2 separate regions of the Callithrix jacchus genome follow, and region 1 is linked to region 2. The links are chromatin contacts, called in public Hi-C maps. All regions are on one chromosome and are shown on one strand. The core of a region is the stretch at or near the end of the contact, and the rest is flanking DNA. Distances in the headings are between cores, read along the strand shown. Region 1 has its middle 120 kb from the start of PPP1R26. Region 2 overlaps OLFM1 (olfactomedin 1).

Region 1 (5,625 bases), core at 2,021-4,520, 250 kb after region 2:
ACAGGAACGTGCACCAGACCTGAGTTCCCACAGCTCTGCCGCCAGAGTTCCCGGGATGTCTGGGGCCTGCTCAGGAGGGTCACAGACACTTCCCAGTGCTGTGGCCTGGGCTTTGAATGGTGAGACAGAACTGGACACAGGCAGAAGAGGACAAGAGTCCAGGACAGAGGCCACAGCGAAGGCCATAAGAAGGGGACGGGGAGGCCCGAGAGGGAAACCCAGTTACCGGCAGCAACAGAGACTCAACTCAACCGGCAGGGGCCTCACTCCTCACCCAAGGCCAGCAGCACCCAGACCCTGGTCAGCACTCCGGCGAAGCGAAAGATGGAATCAACCACCAGCAGCTGAGCGGCAGGTGTGTGGTCAGCCCGCCTGGCATCCCAGCAGAGGGACCACGGGGTTCTCGAAGTCTTCCCCTTGCCCAGGCCTTCCCATGAGCAATTTCAGATGACACCTTTGACATCACGTCTCAGATGACATGGCCTCCCGGGAGAACGCAGTGTGCAGGCTCCACAGCTGTGCGGGGGAGCCCAGCCCCTGCACCGACCCCAGTGTAGGGAGCCCTTGGTCCACATCCAACCACCCCACCTCCAGGCAGCTCCAGGGACCACCCCTGATGTCCACAGACTTTGTGTGTAATGGGTGAGTCCGGAGACTTCCATGAGCACAGCCTGTCGGCCACAGCGTTGTTCATGAAAGGAAAACACCCTTCCCTTCCACCACAGGAGAACGGGCATGGGGACAACGGCTCAGGCTTACAACAGACATGCACGACGCTGCTGCGGAAGCTCGTGCCCCTGCGGACAGGACGGGCGTGCACTGGGCACGGGAAAGTGGGAGGCAGGGGCAAGGGCAAGCCTCGCTTTTGTGAAGATGTGCATTTAAGTTTGCAGGGCGCACGGAAGAGTCTGGAAGGCTCTATGCCACACCTGACGGGAGATTATTTCTGGGCGGTGAGATTAGAGATAACTTTCCTCTTTTTTATCTTATTTTTTTTTTCTTTTGGATTGCAGGGGCTGGGCTGGCAGGGAGCTCTCCCACACATTTTCCGCCCTGAGCCTCACCAAGATGGGGACAGCATGTCCATCACACCGCAGTCAGAGCAGAGGCTCCAGGAGGCCAGTGTTGTGGCAGATCACAGGCTGTCAGAATCAGCACTTAGGTCGGCCCAGGAGCCTGGTCTGTCCCCCATCAGGGCTCTGTGGACACTGAAGAGACCACGAGCGCCCCCCAGGGAGCTGAAGCCAAGAATGGTGCCGTAAGGTTGGACGCTCTGTTCCCCGACTTGCTTGCTGGGAGTGGAGGGTCAGCCAGACCTGAAGCCACCAACCTCTGTCTCATCTTGGCACCACCTGCTCTTCGTGCATCCTGGCAGGCCCGGGGTGGGCCCAATCTTCACCTCCATCCCATGGTCCTGACAGGTTCACCCACATGAGCAAGGCTACATGAGGCACAGGAGAGGGGACACCTCGCCAGGACCTCCCCAGGCACACAAGTTCTGGCCTTGAACCGCCCCCTCCTGACAGGAAGAAGGCTGGACCACCTCACTCCCGGCTTCTGGGGTCTTCCCGGGTGACAGCCGGCTACCAAGTACACTTCTGGGAGAGACAAGTAGCTCCTTTGCCCAGAAAATAAAGGGCTTAGAAGGGCAAATTAATTCTGGGGCTGCTTAAAGAGAAATAACCGCTTCCGCCCAGGATTTTAATTACAGAGCTCTGCAAGAGCTGTGAACTCTGTTTTTCTTCATTATTTCTGGAGCGAGCTCTCCTCCTTCTCCCCCACAACTTCCCCGCACCACGTCCCTGTTTGCCCCTCGACCTTCTCTTGTGTTTTCCAACCCAGTGACTCAAAGCAAACCAGAGCTGCTGCTGGATGCTTTCAGGAGCTGGATTTTAACATTCTATTAAAATTTCAATGGATATCGTGTGAGTTGGGGAATTTCCTATCTGCAGAAACCTTTGCCTTCATTCTAGTTAAGAAAATAAAAAACAAAAAGGCTGTTCCCTATGGCTCTGTAATCCAAACACTATAAATTCTAAGGATCAAAGGGAGCCCGGCCCCCGTTGAGACCCTGTTTCCCTGGCGTGGCTGGCAGTCAGGCCTCTAATTACGTTTCCTGTTTGCAACTGGCAAATAAAATATTTAGGCAGCCCAGGCTGAGTGTTCCAGGCCCGGCCAGGCCCGCAGCTGCACTGCCCCAAACTGGAAGGCGCACAGACAAAAATTGTAAACGAAACAAATGCCAGACAAGTGCGGGCGCGGTGCGCGTTGTTTTAAAAATTCATAACACTGGCCTCGGATGCAATTTACTTTGGTTAACGAGCAAAGCACCTAAGTAACTTACTGAAGAGATTCGATTGAAGCATGATTTTTCAAGAAATGTCACTGAATGGCTTTCCGCCGCGTGTGGTGTGGCTCAGCAGGCCCCCGGAATGGGGTGTCTCCCAGGTCCCATCAGAACCTAACAAATGACAAAGTGGCCAGCTGTAGCTGCATAGGGACAGCACTGGACGGGGCGTCCGCACTGCTGCTGACAGATGGGCAGGCCCAGTAAACAACTCGCCTCGGTTTCTCCATCTGTGACTCGGGAGTCATCAGCAGGGAGCTCTTTCGGGGCTGTGGGGAGCTTGCTGCGCCCATGTGGCATTGCCGTCAGGCATGGTGCCCTGCCCCTCCAGGGTTCCCTGGGCACACAGGATCTCCTTCCATCCTGACTGCCCCAAGAAAGGGAAAGGGTGCTTTGCACAGACGCCAAATCCACAGTCCAAGTGCAGCGCAGTTTTGCTGAGATTCTGGAAATTCCTTTCGATTTTGCAAAAAGAGGAGCCAAGTATCAGCACCAGAGGGATGGCATGGGCCCCAGGCACCCACCCCGCTGAGCCGAGGCGAACGGCCTCAGGCTGTCTGCAAACCGTAGCTGGTTGGCTCTGCGGCCCTGTTTGTCAGAGGAGGAGGCCATTCGCAGAAGACAGGGCTCCATAGGAGACACGCTGTCTGCGCTTAGTGGGGAGAGGCTGTCGCTCCAGTCTCCAGCGGAGGTCTGTTTGTGCAGGAATCCATCAGCAGAGAGGCTTTTATGGAACCTCATTTGGGATAGAAGAACTCATTTGCTACGGAAGGATCTAGAAAGTGGCTGCTGGTGTGGTGGCAGGTGTGTGGGGTAGGGAATGTGGCAAGAGGTCTAGGGATGCAGGCAGGATGGCCACTTATGAGTGGGCAGGCACCCACAGCTGGCCCATGGTGCCCAAGCAAGGACACCAAGGCCACAGTGAGTGGAAGGGACCAGGCGGGAGACCCAGCTGAGGACAGCAGGGGCTGAGGTACACAGGCTCAGCCCTGCTTCCCCTGTGGTCCCTCACAAAGCCCCTTCCTCTGTCCCAACCCCTCCCCACAGGCCCTTCTCGGTGCACTGGCCAGCCAAGGCTCAGAGGGCTCTGGGGCAGGTGTGTGGGTGGCAAGGCCCACCCAGAGTCCAGGTGCACCTGCAGGGCAGGCCCGAGCTGCTCACCTTCCCACTTTCCTCCACCTCAGAGCAGCCAGGGTTCCCAGGTAGGGCACCACAGCAGTCTCTATTTACCCCTCTGGAAAATGGGAAGAACGTTCTCCCCAGGCAGGGCTGTCTCATGGCTCAGTCAGACACTCTCCAAGCTGGTGCTCTGAAGCCACAGCTGTCCCTGCGTCCTCACCACTAATACTGTCCTCTTTCCTGCCACAGACGGGGGCTCAGCACCCAGGACAAGAGCTCCACACTTTTGCAGCATCCCCTCGGGAGCGCTCATTCCATAGAAGGTGGGGGCCTGGTGCCCAATGGGGCTGAGCATGGCATGCAGCTCCCCGTGTCCCAGGGATGTGAGAGTGCACTGGGGGACAGCAGCCCCTAGAGGGGAGCCCCCAGCCTTTGTGCGAATCAGGAAGGGGATTGTTCTCCAGCACCAGGGAGCCCAGTTGGCAAGCATGGGTGGCTGGACCCTGGCTCCCTCATTGGCACCTGCGGGGCTACACAGTGACCTTCATGGGCCCCAGACACCATCCCCCCTGTACCTGATGGCTCCATCACCTTGCACAGGCTTGGCTCTCAAGGTGACCTTCGAGGGCTGCTACAAGGACTGCACTGCCCGGGAGCCTGGCACAAGCAACAGGAACAACCCCAATCACTGCCAGGTTCAAAAACGCCTGAGCCACGGGGCCTGGGCATACGGGTGAGCAGGCTGATCTCATCCAGAAACCTTGTCCACATGCACATCCCGGGAACCCTCCTTCAGAGATGGCCGAGGCCTGTCGCCCCAGAAGTCACTGTGTCCAGCTCCCACCTATCCTGCCCCTCAGCCCTCCCTCGGAACCACCTGTCAGCTGGGAACCAACCACCTGGGAACCACCTGCAGCTGCCCCAGCCTGGCTTTGCATTGTCACCCGGGAATGACCCTGGGAGGGCTTGCTGGGTCCAGGCACCAGTGGTCACCTCTGTCCCCAAGGAAGGCCCTGCCAAAGGACCCGGCACCAGGCGCTCCACGTTTGGGCCAGGACTCGTTGATTGCTCGACAGATTGCAGGCTCACAGCGACACATTCCCCTCCTCCAGAGCTGCCACTGCTGGGCCTCCTGCACCTCAGCATTCCCGGATGTCAGCACAGAGAGGCTGGGCTCCAGTATCCCTGGAGGCCAGTGCCACCCTCCGCCAGGTCCCACTGAGCGTCACGGAGCCAGCTCCGTGACGTGCCCACCTCAGCTCTGCACGTCCAGCTGGGGCTGAGTAGAAGTTCAGGCATGGAAGCCTGAATGGCAGCCTGGGCTCAGAGCCAGGCCGGTGGCTTCTGTCAGCCTGTGTCTCCTCCCCTGTGGGATGGGGACTCCATGGCACCCCCATGATGGACAGGATGCCATGGGCTTCATGTCCTTCCCACGGCCGCTGCCAGAGGCACGTGACCAGCACACAAGTGTGGACCAACATCACTTTGCAGCCTACATCACACCTACGGGGAGGGCCGTCTGCCCCATGGTCTCACCACACCTGAGAGGAAACAGAGGCACTCATTTTACAGATAGTAAATGGAGGCTCAGAGCAGTCACGGGTTGAGGCTGAGACCTGGGCAGGTGTTTGTTATCCTGGAGTTCAGCGCATACACAGGGCCGGGGACCAGGGGGCTAGACAGAGCTGCCTCCCACCCCTGCTCACCCCCAGATGCACACACAGAACCCCCACATATGCACAGGAGCACACACTCACAGGAGTGTTTGCAGGTGTGCACGTGCATGCATGTGCATGCACACACACACTTGCACAGAATGCACAAGGCACAGGTGTGAGCACACACACACGTTCACACACGCATGCACACACACACCTGTATGCATATCTCCTGGCTCCACACGGGGGAGGGGGCATTTCCCCCGGCAGGCTGTGAACCCAGCAATGAGGGGATCTCACACCCTCCAGGGAGGGGACTCGTCCCCCTCAATGTGATGCTGCCCTGGTCTCCGGAGACCCACCTTTGAACTCCCTCAGGCCTTCCTGGGCTGGGGACAGGCCGGCCACGGGCGTGACGCAGCGCCATCTAGCGGACGGCGGGTTGCAGTGTGGACGGGACGGCTGGTCACCCAGTCCTGGGCTGGCGGCTGAGGGCACAGC
Region 2 (5,896 bases), core at 3,283-5,782:
CCCCCCTCCTCCCTCCTCCTCCTCCTCCTCCTCCTCCTCCTCCTCCTCCTCCTCCTCCTCCTCCTCCCCTCCCCTCCCCTCCCCCGCTTCGGTCCTGAGCCCGGGGCTGGGCCGGCGCCGCGCGGGACCTGAGTCGCCCTGGAAGGCGGCGGGGATCAGGGTGGGCAATGACCGGGGTCGCGCGCCGGCGCAGCGGTGAAGACCCTGCTCCCCACGCCCCCAGCCTGGGCCACTCCGTCTCCGCCCGCGCGCCCCTAGGGCGGCGTTTCCTTCGCCTGAGCCCCTCGCAGCGGGGTCCGGGGAGCCTGCTGGGCCGCGGAGGCTTGGAGTCCTGGGTCACGAATTGTGAGCCCCTCATTGAAAGGTTAAGAAACTAAGGCTGGGGACTTGGGGGCCTGTCCAAGGTCACACTCAGCAAGTGAGGGGTGGAGCCGCCGCTAGACCTCAGTCTGGGCTCTGTCCAGCTGGGACTCTGAGCCCGCCCTAGTTTGTAAAAGCCAGACTGGCCCTACCTGATTGGGAGTGGGGCCCCGCCGGTGGGCCCCCGGAGCTGCTGCCCGCGCCTGCGTTCCCAAACTCCCAAGACGCCCTTTCCTCCCCAGCCCCATGAAGGATTCGTCCCTTCCCCTCGGAGAACGGTGCCGAGGGTCTGGGGCGGGGCCCCTGGGGGCCTGCCCTTGGGTGCTGCTCACCCCGTCGCCTTTGCCTCCGTCTTCCGCGCGCACCCCTCCCTCCTGGCCTCTGAAATTGAAATCGGGTCTCCCTCCCGAGCTTAGTGGGAGGGGGAACCGTGGCCAGGGCTGTTCTGAGTTAGATGACTGAGCGAGGTTGAGCCGAAACCACCCACCCGGAAGGCCGAGCGTGGAAGGGGCTGCCGCTGCGAACACGCACCCCAGACCACTGCCCCTTTAGGCTGAAAGGAGAGGTGAAGGACGTGAGTCTCCCTCCCTCTCCCTTTTTGCTGCCAGAGGTTAGGTGCTCTGCAAAGAGGGCTCTGTGGTGTGGCTCCCTCCTAAGACCCCTCTTGAAAACACCCCCTGCTCCTTCAGGAATGGAAGGGCGACTCCTCCATGATGACTTTGTTCCAGCCGCCGGCCCGATCTTGTGCAGTCGGGAATGAATGAGATTAAAGATATGACTACTATAGATTCTCCCCGCCCAACTTCTCTTCCCATCTTCATGCTAAAAATAGCAGAGAGGTGACCTGAAGCCACCGGCGGGGAGTGTGCTTGGAAACAGTGGGGCCAGCAGCAGGGTGGAGCGGGTTTGCTCCGGAGTGCCCGCCCCAGCACCTGGCAGGGCTGGATTGCAAGGTTACACCAGACATGGGCAGCCCTGGTTTCTTGGTGGTCTTTGGGCAAACCTCAGGACTGGGGTTGGGGTGACCCCTGCACAACATGTCACCAGCAATTTGGTGACATCCACCAAATGGCTCGTGGGTGGAACCCACATGGAATGGGAAACCTAGTGTTTTCTTGGGTCAGTCTTTGCCAAGCTGCTGGCAGGGAGGTTGTGGTGGTTCGTGGTTCATCACTGCTCTGGGCAAATAGGCTGCTGGAGCTGGGGCTGTTACAGTGAACACTTCATCTGTGAGTGTTAGGGAATGTCAGGGCAAGGCTTGGTGGTGCCAGCTACCCATGCATGACTTACGGGAAGGATATCCTGTTTCTGAAATACGTGCCCTCCGCAAGCCACCAGGCATTTGCTTTCCTGCCTTGCTCCTCGTCCAGCCGGTGGCCTCTAGTTGCCCCTCCCACCCACCCAGCAGATCAATTTGGCCAGATGACAAACTCTAGACATCCCTTGAATTGAACCTGAATTTTAAGAACGTAAAGGGTCCTGCCTCTTTGACTTCCTTTTAGCCTTGGGCCCCCTAATGGGAGACCTGTGCCTTTTTGTTCCCAGGGGCCCTTTCTCCCCTTTGGGTCAAACATGTCTTGGGGCCATTTCCTTCTGCCTTTTCCCTGGGACTGGATGTGGACAGTTTCCCCTGGTTGTTGGCTCTGATGCACAACCTCATGGTCTCCCTTTCTCTTCCTCCCCACCCCTGCCCTCTCCAGGTGCTGCCCACCAACCCTGAGGAGAGCTGGCAGGTGTACAGCTCTGCCCAGGACAGCGAGGGCAGGTGTATCTGCACAGTGGTTGCCCCACAGCAGACCATGTGTTCACGGGATGCCCGCACAAAACAGCTGAGGCAGCTATTGGAGAAGGTGAGTCTGCATGGAGTGTGTGTGTGTGTGTGTGTGTGTGTGTGTGTGTACATCCATGCCTGTGTGCTCACACCAGCACCAAGGCTTGACTAGCTTGCAGGCTCCATTTCGGCCCTTTCCTGGCTTGTCTCCACTCAAAGTGTTTATGAATGAATGAAAGAGTGGATAGACAGATGGATCAGTGGATGGATGGATGGGTGGATGCATGGGTGGGGATGGGTGGATGACTGAATTCGTGGATGGATGGACAAGTGGATTGAGACTTCCAAGGGTGGCCCAGGAAGAGAGTCTAGACCTGCCTCCCTTTCACTGCAGGCTCCACTGAGGAGTCTCATGGGTGTGGTGAGACAGGACACAAGGCTCGTCTCAGAGTGATGTCATATTTGTGTGCACAGGGCTGGGGCTGTCACCCAGCAGCTATTTTGGAGAGCACCCATGGGCCCAGGAATGCGTGACCATTTGGATTTTACCAGATGGGGTCTTTTTTCTGCCCTTGAATGGGTGGACCTGGCCATTGGCTGCTCAGGTGCTTATCACCATGAACGCCTTCCTGGGGTAAAGCAGGCAACGTTGCCACCTTCAGAACCCACATGGGAACAGCAGGGTGGAGTTTGCATAACACATTTCAAATCCATTATTTCACGTGATCTTCACAAGAACCATGTGAGGTTGGTGGGATTTTTCACTCCATTTCGAGAAGGCGAAATTGGGCTCTCCCTAGAGGTGGACTTTCTTGTCCCAAGCCAGACAGCTGTTAGTAGGGAAGTGGGCACTGAGACCCACGTGGCTGAGCTCATCACCTGCTTCAGTCTCCTCCACTCCCCACGTTAGTCAGGGTGCCTTCTCCCAACAGGCACAGCCCACCTGCCTTTTGGCACATTCTTCCCAAGGACCCAGTATTCTGTGGTTAACCTAGGTTCTGGGGGCCCCCGGGAGAGTTACCAAGGGAACAAGGAGAAATGGTGGGCCCTTCTGTTCCACCCATTGATACCTCAGAAGAAAGGGGCATTTGCGTGTGGCACCTACGGGGCAGGGAACCTTCCCACCCTGAGGGAGTGGGGTCACACCACACACACACACACCCCACACATATACCACGCGTGCACAAATGCGCACACACGCATGCGCGCACACACACACACACACACACACACACACCAGTAACTACAGGTTGGCCTTGCACTTTCTGGAGTGGGCATTAGCTCAGGAGTATGAAAGGAGGCCTGTGGGGGTGTGGGGCCCTGTGACTCGGGGGTGGCTCTGTTCTAGGGGGACAGATGCTGCTGTTACTGCCCACCTCATTGGAGAAGGTGGGAGCAGCCTGAGGAGAGGACAGCATTGCCCTGACTCAGGTCAGCATTCCTGGTGCTGAAGCACAAACCCTCCAGGAAGCTCTGGACAGAGCAGGTTCCCTTTCTTGGAGAGGGAGAGAGGGGGCTAGAGATTCCAAGCACCCGTTCAGCTCTGACAGGCGCTGAAGGCTTGGAGTCACTGCCTGCTCCTGTCTGTGCCCCTGTCCCTGTCTGGAATGGATGGCCATGGGACGCTCGTTTCTTGGGCAAGAAGGGTGCATTGTGGTGCCCAGGGAAGCTGGCCTAGTTTGTAAAGCACGCTCCCCTTGAAGGAATAGAATGTTTTTTTTTTTTTCTCTTTAGCCACCTGAGCAGATCCTTTTAAAAGAATTAAAGTAAGATCCATGTAACAGATTCCACAAACATTTATTAACAACAAACTGGACCAAAGCCTAACTGAGCCTTTCATTATTCACAACCGGAGAGGAGGGAGGCGGCAGTTGGAGGGGCCTCTGGGCTGTGGGGGCCGGGCAGAGTCAGGTGGGGAGAACAGAACCCTGAGCCCAGGGAGGAGGCATTTGCGGGGAGAGCAGAGAGTTGGAAAATGGATTCCAGAATGCTCCATGAGCCCCTGGGACTGCAGGCTCTGGAACGTTCCTTCCTGCCTGTGCGTGCCACAGCATTACTGCTTAAAAATTTAAAGCCCCATTTGATACCATAGCGGACACTCTATTTTCAGAGGGCATGAGCCAGTCGCTGTGAAAGAGAAAGAGGGCCCTCGCTCCTTAATGCACTGTGCATTTTAGCAGGAGGCTCCCTCCCCAGCTCCCCCGCACACCCTGGTCTGTGTGCTATTTCCTTTCTTTCCTCTTTCTTTTTTCTTCTCTTGCCTTCTCTTCGTGGGCAGAAGCAGGACAGGACGCTCCAGAAACCGAAGCCCATGTGCCCTGTGGGTGGGGCTGGGTCACAGCTGGGCGTATTCCAGCTAGGTCGGTGTTTCTGCGGCCTGGCTTCACCTTTAACCCACCTGGGAGGCTGCGAGGTGCTGAGTCCTAGGCCCCACCCCCAGAGTCTGATTTCTGTTGCCCTTGAGTCCCTGTGGGGATCCTGGGCACTAGTGCCTTGGAGACCTCACCAGGCAGTGCCATGAAGCTAGGGTGGAGCACTGTGGGGACAGACCTGAGGCTCAGGCTCCATTCTCTTTGAAGCAGCACTGGGCTCTGGGTTTGAGGGTGTAGGTTTTGGAGCCAGTCCAGCTTGAACTGGCAGGCCTGGCTGTGTGACAGTAAGCAAGTTGCTTAACTTCTCTGAGCCTTGGCTTCCCTATGTGTAAAATGGGACTCAAAATAGTATTTAGCTCCCAGGGTTTTGTAAAGATCAAATGAGATGAATAACACCACAGCAGGCTCAGCGCAGTGCCTGGAACACGGGAGAGGGTGGGTAATTATTAGCAGTTCGTTACCCCGAGGCCAGGTGTGTCTTTGCATGTTGCTGGCCCCCCTCCCGCTTCTTAATGCTGGCTGCCGACCTGCGTGGGGCATGGGGTAGACTGTGTCATCCTGTATCTGTGACACTGACCGTGCCAGTTGGCTTCTCAGTGACGTCCTGCAGGCAGGAAAATGAAGGTGCTCAGAGGAAGGGCTGTGCCGGGAGGAGGGGCCTCCCCAGGGCGGGGAGATGGGCCTGTGATTGCAACCCTGGAGGCGAACCGTGTGCCTGGGCCTTGTCAGCGGCCAGAAAGGAAAATGCAGTCACGGTTAGAAGAACTATAGGAGAGTAACTGTTTTGTTTCAAGGCAGCGGAATAGCTTGGTATCTTTAAAATTTTTCAGATCTGAAGTCTGATCTTTGAAATCTGTTAAAAGCATGGCTTCTCTGGGGATGGAAAAGCCTGTGGTGCTGTGTGTGGTCTCCTGACCCAGGCCAGCCCGAGCTCAGCAGCTCCTCCTGGCACTTGTGGGCCTTCACTTCTGGGGATCCTGCCAGGAGGGGAATGGGGAGAGGGGTCTGCGCTGGCACTGTCATTTGTATTGTTCAGCCGTGTGGCCACGGGGGCCACTCTAGTGCACTAGATTTACTGGACTTCGTGCAGGGGTTACAGATGTGCATGAGACCCAGTGTCACTCCCTCCCTGAGTGTCCTGTCCACAGGCTGTGGGGGGTCGGGGGGCAGCTTCATGGCTCACTCCTGGGCAGACATTGTGCCAACAAGATGACGTTGTTTCCAAATAGTTTTAACTCAGTTCATCAGGGAAGCCTCCCTGGAGGAGGTGGCATTTGGGCTGGGCCTTGAAGGATGATAAAATGAAACTTTGTATCTTTTCTTGAAAGAGGTGCTATAGCTATTGAAAGTGACAGAGCAAGAGGAGCAAGGGAATCAGGCAGGTGGTGGAAGA

What was found. Hi-C and Micro-C count contacts between places; a contact is called where the count stands out from the background.
Region 1: a Hi-C map of induced pluripotent stem cells shows a contact between it and region 2, with 4 times the contacts expected there. The contact joins two enhancer-like sites. A contact is called at or near these places in 3 of 3 Hi-C or Micro-C datasets (induced pluripotent stem cells and skeletal muscle).

The regions. Positions count from the first base shown.
Region 1 is chr1:183,872,356-183,877,980 of calJac240_pri, forward strand. No RefSeq gene overlaps it. Among named protein-coding and RNA genes, the nearest start is that of PPP1R26, 120 kb to the right of the region's middle. Within about 2 kb of position 3,271, at least 2 of the 16 cell types and tissues checked have an H3K27ac peak or open chromatin away from gene starts, as enhancers often do.
Region 2 is chr1:183,618,994-183,624,889 of calJac240_pri, forward strand. It overlaps OLFM1 (olfactomedin 1), which reads left to right. Exons shown (of 6, transcript XM_078350737.1): 2 at 2,061-2,210. Among named protein-coding and RNA genes, the nearest start is that of OLFM1, 16 kb to the left of the region's middle. Within about 2 kb of position 4,533, at least 3 of the 16 cell types and tissues checked have an H3K27ac peak or open chromatin away from gene starts, as enhancers often do.